Regions from separate parts of the Rattus norvegicus genome. Here region 2 is linked to region 1. The links are chromatin contacts, called in public Hi-C maps. All regions are on one chromosome and are shown on one strand. The core of a region is the stretch at or near the end of the contact, and the rest is flanking DNA. Distances in the headings are between cores, read along the strand shown.

Region 1 (3,246 bases), core at 335-2,834:
TGACCTGCCCGCCATCCCTGGGACCCACACAGCAGAAGAAAAGTGGTTCCTGCAACTTGTCCTCTGACCTCCGCACATCCTCTATGGTGTGCGTGTTCCCCCATCTCACAAATAAATGTAATACAAAGAAGTTTGTTGGGGACTGGAGAGATGGCTCAGTAATGAGGAGTGGGTGCCAATCTTCGAGAGGACCCAAGCTTAGTTCGGCTCACAAAAGCCTATAAGTCCAGTGCACTCAACTGGCACACATGCTCATAAATAAAAAATCTCTCATGGTGGTGGTGCACACCTTTGATCCCAGCATTCAGGAGGCACAGGCAGGTGGATCTATGAGTTGGAGGCCAGCCTGGCCTGCAGAGTGAGTTTCAGGATAGCCAGGACTACCCAGAGAAACCATATCTGGAAAAAACAGACAAACAAATGTTATTGGAAGGCTGGGGATGTAGCTCATTGGTATAGCATTTGCCTGAGCTCAGTCCCCAGTGCACACAGTGGAAGAAGAAACCTGACCCTTCAGAACAGTGTCCTGGGCATGTTATGCATTCTTCTGTATGCAGTGCAGCACAATAGATTAATTAATTTTAAAACCTTAGGTTTGTATATCATATGTGTGCCTGTTGCCCAAGGAGGCCAGAGCGTGTGAAATCTTTCCCAATGGAAAGTGTGGGCAAATGTAAGTTACAATGAGGGGTCTGGGGACCAAACCTGGCTCCTCTTGCAAACCTGGCTCCTCTTGCAAAAGCTGGGGACCGAACCCAGGACCTTGCGCTTCCTAGGCAAGCGCTCTACCACTGAGCTAAATCCCCAACCCCTAGCAACAAGTAATCTTAATTGCATAGCCATTTCTCCAACCTTTTGCCCTCTCCAAAAATTATTATTTAAAAAAAAATGGCTCCATACTGTGTGACCTTAGAATGTCCCTTAGCCTTAACTGTGTCACCTACTAAATGGGCCAGAAACCTCTCAGAGTAATTGAGAGGGTAATGTCAAGTGCTTGGCGCAGCGTATGCCCTCAATAAAGGTTAACTCTCTTCAACTCTGCATGAAAGTAATCTTGGTCCCAAAGAACTGTTTGATGAAAGACTGGGAGAAGAGGCTCTTTGTCTTCCAGCACAGTTGAAACAAGAGTAGACTGGAGAGTGAATGAATTTTGTTTTGAGGAGCTGGGCTGCGATAAAGATGGCTGCGGGTGCCCAGAAGGCTAAGACAGAAGTTGCCGCCTTGGAATTTGGAACAGAAAGAGAGCAAGCAGCACAAGGCCGATGATTCACCGCTGAAATGAGGCTCTTAGGGTTTTTTAAAAAAGAAAAAAAAAGAAAAAAAAGATCCAGAGGCTGAAATCTCTAGCCGATCTGTTACTTCACTGAGTAACAGAAGGCTGAAATCTCCAGCCGATCGCTTCACTGAGTAAGGGAGGTGATGTTCACACCGCAGCAAGCAGCGTGGCTGAGGAGATTTGCTGAGTGCTTGGAGAAAGAAGTTGGTTGGGACAAAGGGCCTGAAGGGGGTGCAGCCAAAATGCCCCAGTGGGTTCCCTCCTTCCATCTCCGCACGTCTGTGCCAAGGGGCAGGCTGAGAATTGCATTTTGAGGTCACAGCGCCCTCTGCTGGACTGAGGTCCTAGTGGGCCCCAGCACGAGTGACCGTGCGGGATGATTTGGGAAGTGGGTGAACTGAAGTACATTCAGGTCCATTTGTGGTCCTTCCCACTCCTCATTCTCTGGGAGACCACGCACGTGGAATCTTTTAATAAAAGTGCGTTAAATAACAGCGGGGCGTGGCGGTGTACACTGGTACAACCCCGTATTTGAGAGGCAGAGGCAGGAGGCTACATTGGGAATGAGATCGAGAAAGAGAGGGGGGAGGGGGAGGGGAAGAGTGGGAGGGAGGGAGGGAGGGAGGGAGGGAGGGAGGGAGGGAGGGAAGTTAGGAGGGAGGGAGAGAAAGATACACACACAGAATGAGCAACCTGGGGACAACCTGGGGCTAAGCCACCCGGGGCTGGAGAGATTGCTCAGGGGTTAAGAGTCTGTTCTTCCAGATGAACCTGGGTTCAATTCCTAGCACTCACAGGGCAGCTCACAACTGTCTGTAACATCCTCACACAGAAATACATGCAAGCAAAACACCAATGTGTATAAAATAAAAGTAAATATATGATTTTAAAAATGAGAAACGCGTGAAATATGTTCAGCAGATGGTTAATTTTTTAATTACTCACAGTCGGTGTTTGTAACGTGTGCTGTATGACATGCACTTTCCCTCATCGCCCCTCGGAGTTCTAGGGCAGTAGATCAAACACAATTAGCAATGGAACTGAAACCTGACATACAATACGGCCAGATACTCTCTGCTGTTTTACAACCCAGGAGACTGAGGTACATATCCAGGTCACCTGCCCAAAGTCACAGGACTAGAAGAGTCAGAATAATCTGAGCTTCAGAAGCCTAAAGGCCTGAGTTTGCTCCCCGGATCTCAAGACAAAGAGAGAGAAAAGACTCCTGAGCCCAACCTCCACATGTGTGCTATGTTGTGTGGGTGCCACATGTGTGCTGTGGTGTGTGGGTGCCAGCATGCAAACCCGTGCATCATACATGCATGTGGCACGGCGATAAGTAAAACTTCTAAAGGTTTTAAAAATAAATTCAGGGGCTGGGGATTTAGCTCAGTGGTAGAGCGCTTGCCTAGGAAGCGCAAGGCCCTGGGTTTGGTCCCCAGCTCCAAAAAAAAGAACCAAAAAAATAATAATAATAATAATAATAATTCAAAGGCCCTGAGAGATGCCTCGGTGAGTAAAGGGGCCCCGATGCTAAACGTAAGGACCTGAGTTTGACCCTCACATGCACGTTGGAAGGAACTCTCAAGACAGCTGTGAAGACTACCTCCTGCAGGTTGTCCTCTGACCTCCACATGTGTGCCTTATCTACACACACATTGTGTGTGTATGTATAAATACATACATACACATGTATACCCATGCATACATGCACACACATACACATATATATTTGTTGGAGATTGGTTCTAATGCTTTGACTCAATCAGAAAACTGCGTGTCCAGATGCTGAAATTCTTTTTTTTTAAAAGATTTTATTTATTCATTTTATATATGACGAATACACTGTCACTGTCTTCAGACACACCAGAAGAGGGCATCGGATCTCTTTACAGATGGTTGTGAGCCACCATGTGGTTGCTGGGATTTGAACTCATGACCTCTGGAAGAGCAGTCAGTGCTCTTAACCA
Region 2 (3,246 bases), core at 207-2,706, 87 kb before region 1:
CTGGTAGCCCCAAAGCTCAACATTGACCCACTGCTAAATTGTTCTGTGATTTTTTTTCTCAAGCTTCTCTGACTGTCATGTCTCTTCAACAGATTTGTAAACTCGCAACAACAGATTTTTTGGCTTTTGTTTTCATGTTTAAACATTATTTTAGGAAGCGGTTGTGCCACCGTATATGAGTAGAGATCCGAAAGAAACTTGCAGGCATCGCTTCTCTTCTACTGGTGTGTGGATGTTGGGGCCTGAACCCAGGTCATCAGCCTTGGTGAACCATCTTGCCAGCCCCTCCTCCAGGTTCTCATTTTCTCCAGTTCATCTCTAACAACATCTGCTGATGGCTTCAGACCTTGTCTTAGTCAGGGTTTCATTACTGTGAAGAGACACCACGACCAAGGCAACTCTTCTGAGGCCAACATTTAATTGGGGCTGGCTTACAGTTTCAGGGGTTCAGTCCATTATCATCATGGCAAGAAGCATGGTAATGTCCACGCTGACCTCTGAAGGTAGGCAGAGGAGACTGTCTTCCACAGTCAGCCAGGTGCAGGACTTTCTTCTACACTGGGCGGAGCTTGAGCACTAGGAGATCTCAAAGCCCGCCTATACAGAGACACACTTCCTGCAACAAGGCCACGCCCTCTGGTAGTGTCACTTCCTATGGGCCAAGAACAATCAAGCCACCACATTCTCATTTCATTATTGGCCCTGCAGGATGTCGTGGGACTGCTTGATGGTGGCTTAAAGGATAATGAAAAGGGAATTCAACCTCAGTGTTTTATTTTCAGATAATATGATGCTACTAGCTGTTATTTATTAACTGCGTGTCAATGGCGGAGCCACACACATCATCTCCCTTAAATGATTCTTGTTGATGTTTGGTTTGGGATTTTGGTTTTTCAAGTCAGGGTTTCTCTGTGTAGCCCTGGCTGTCCCAGAACTCGATTCATAGACCAACCCGGCCTCAAACTCAGAGATCTACCTGCTTCTGCCTCCCGGATGCTGGGATTAAAGGCCTATATCATCCTTCTCCAACCCCCCACTCCCCAATTTCCCACCCCACCCTCATGTCTCATTTAATTCTTACAGCAGTTCTTTGGAGTGGTTTGTTGATGACGCTCATGGAGATGAAGTCACTTACCTAAAGTTCCTGGGAAGAGTCAAATCGCAACTTTACTTCAGGCTTGCCTGGCTACAGCACATTCCACAAACCTGTAGTGTCTCTATTACTCCCCCTGCCCCCAAGTCATTCCAGCCTGTGTTTTTACTCCCGCGTTATAAGCGGGTATGTTTACATGGAGCTCCTGCTGGCTTACATAATTACATGCTCTGCCTATTAGTCACTTTCATGTTGCTGCGATAAAATATCTGACAGAAGTCATGGAGTGGAAGGAAGCGTTATTATTCTGGCTCTGTGTGCAGAGGCGTGGAGGAGCAGCCCAGTTCACAGCAGACAGCAGAGGGAGTGCGCGGTGCAGGCTAGTCCCATCTTGGTGAAACAGGAAGCTGAGAGACCAGCTTTAAGAAAGCAGGACCAGGCTATAGTCAAAGGCCTTGCCTTAGTTACCTACTTGTGTCAGCTAGGCCTCACCTCCCAAACGTTACACAGACTCCTGTTATAAAATATATCACTGTGAGGGGTACCTGGTGGGCTCATACCTGAGTAACTACACCATGCAATAGTTCTGATATAAAGGGGTTTTACTGGGGCAAGGGAGAGGAGTGAGGATCTGGGAAGGGGTAGAGGCAGACCAGTGGACATATAGTCAGGCACACAGGCTAGAGCAGAGCCATGATGGTAGAGAAGAGGGTAGTACAGAGAAGGACAGGGAGGGAGGGAAGGAGAGAGGGAGGGACAGGAGAGGGAGGGAGGGACAAGAGAGGGACAGAAGGAGGGAAGGACAGAGAGGGAGGGGCAGGAGAGAGAGGGGGGAGGGAAGAAGGAGGGAGGGAAGGAGAGGGAAGGGGAGGGAAGAAAGAAGGAGGGGTTGGGTATTTAGCTCAGTGGTAGAGCGCTTGCCTAGGAAGCGCAAGGCCCTGGGTTCGGTCCCCAGCTCCGAAAAAAAGAACCAAAAAAAAAAAAAAAAAGGAAGGGAGGGGAGGAGAGAGAGAGAGAGAGAGAGAGAGAGAGAGAGATGGTGGGCAGTCCTTTTACAAGCACCTGGCACACCTGGCAGAGGTGACAGATGATAGAGGCAGGTGACGGCAGCAGGTGACCATGGCTTAAGGCGTTGCTAGGTTCCTGGGAAGACCTAGTGGAATCCTAAATAAGCTAACAACTCTCCTAAATAATGCTGCCAGCTGTGGAAAAAGATTTCCAAACAGGAGCCATTGTGGGGTAGTTTCAGATATCAAGCATAACAAGCAAGGGCGGACGTGGTAGTGTATGCCTTTAATTCTATCACTTGGGGTGCAGCGGTAGGCAGTTCAAGGCCAGCCTGTTCTGCATAGTGAAACCCTGTTTGTTCTTGTTGTTTGTTTGAATGTAAACCCCACCAGACAGGAAGCACCGAAGTCTAATTGCTTCTTCTCTTACACATAACCTTACTGCACACCCCAACCAAGCTTTCAGAGATCAGATTCATTTGTCGTTTTATTATACTCTTGGTGCTGGATGGCCCGGGTATTGTGGCTGCCCCCTTTGCTGGGGCTGGCACAGGAATAAGGAAATAAAGCCAGACTCAGCACCCGCTGTAGGTTGAGTGACATCATTTCCTGAATAGGAGAGCCCAAGGAGTGCCTGAGTTACCCCCACTTGGCCTCTCTCTATTTCCTGTCATTTGAAAATGTGTGAAACTCAATGATGTCTGCCCTTCTTTTTTTGAGAAATTAAATTTAAATGAATCAAAAACACATGGATTGGCTTTTCCTCAGAAGGACGCTCACATTTTAAAATGGAAAGGAAAATACAGGGGACAAAGACCAGATGGATTTTTAAATATGGAAACAGGGTTGGAATATTTGGGAAAAGTCTAAGTAGTGAGGCATGCCCTGCCCAGACTCTCCCTTACAGCTGCAGAAAGACAGGCCACCTCTGGGATGAGCAGGCCTGGCTCTGTGGATGATTGTGGAATCAGAAGGTATGAATTCGTGATACACCAATGCATCGTAGAGGTTAGCATGATCTCTGGGACTAAACAAGCCACTTGGTCCTTAAATTTTGAGTTATCTCTTAAAAAGAGGGAGGCCAGGGGCTGGAGGGACAGCCCAGCAGTTAAAAGCACATACTGCTCTTCCATGGGACCTGTGTTC

What was found. A called contact is a pair of places that touch in the nucleus more often than the background predicts.
Region 2: a Hi-C map of the A7r5 cell line shows a contact between it and region 1, with 6 times the contacts expected there. The contact joins two enhancer-like sites. A contact is called at or near these places in 12 of 12 Hi-C or Micro-C datasets (the A7r5 cell line, the Rat2 cell line, Schwann cells and 7 more) and 1 of 1 datasets of contacts at active chromatin or transcription factors (oligodendrocytes).

The regions. Positions count from the first base shown.
Region 1 is chr10:88,028,374-88,031,619 of GRCr8, reverse strand. No RefSeq gene overlaps it. Among named protein-coding and RNA genes, the nearest start is that of Gpatch8, 17 kb to the right of the region's middle. Within about 2 kb of position 1,584, at least 12 of the 93 cell types and tissues checked have an H3K27ac peak or open chromatin away from gene starts, as enhancers often do. A contact at or near this core is called in the A7r5 cell line, where this site is marked.
Region 2 is chr10:88,114,946-88,118,191 of GRCr8, reverse strand. No RefSeq gene overlaps it. Among named protein-coding and RNA genes, the nearest start is that of Meioc, 12 kb to the left of the region's middle. Within about 2 kb of position 1,456, at least 6 of the 93 cell types and tissues checked have an H3K27ac peak or open chromatin away from gene starts, as enhancers often do. A contact at or near this core is called in the A7r5 cell line, where this site is marked.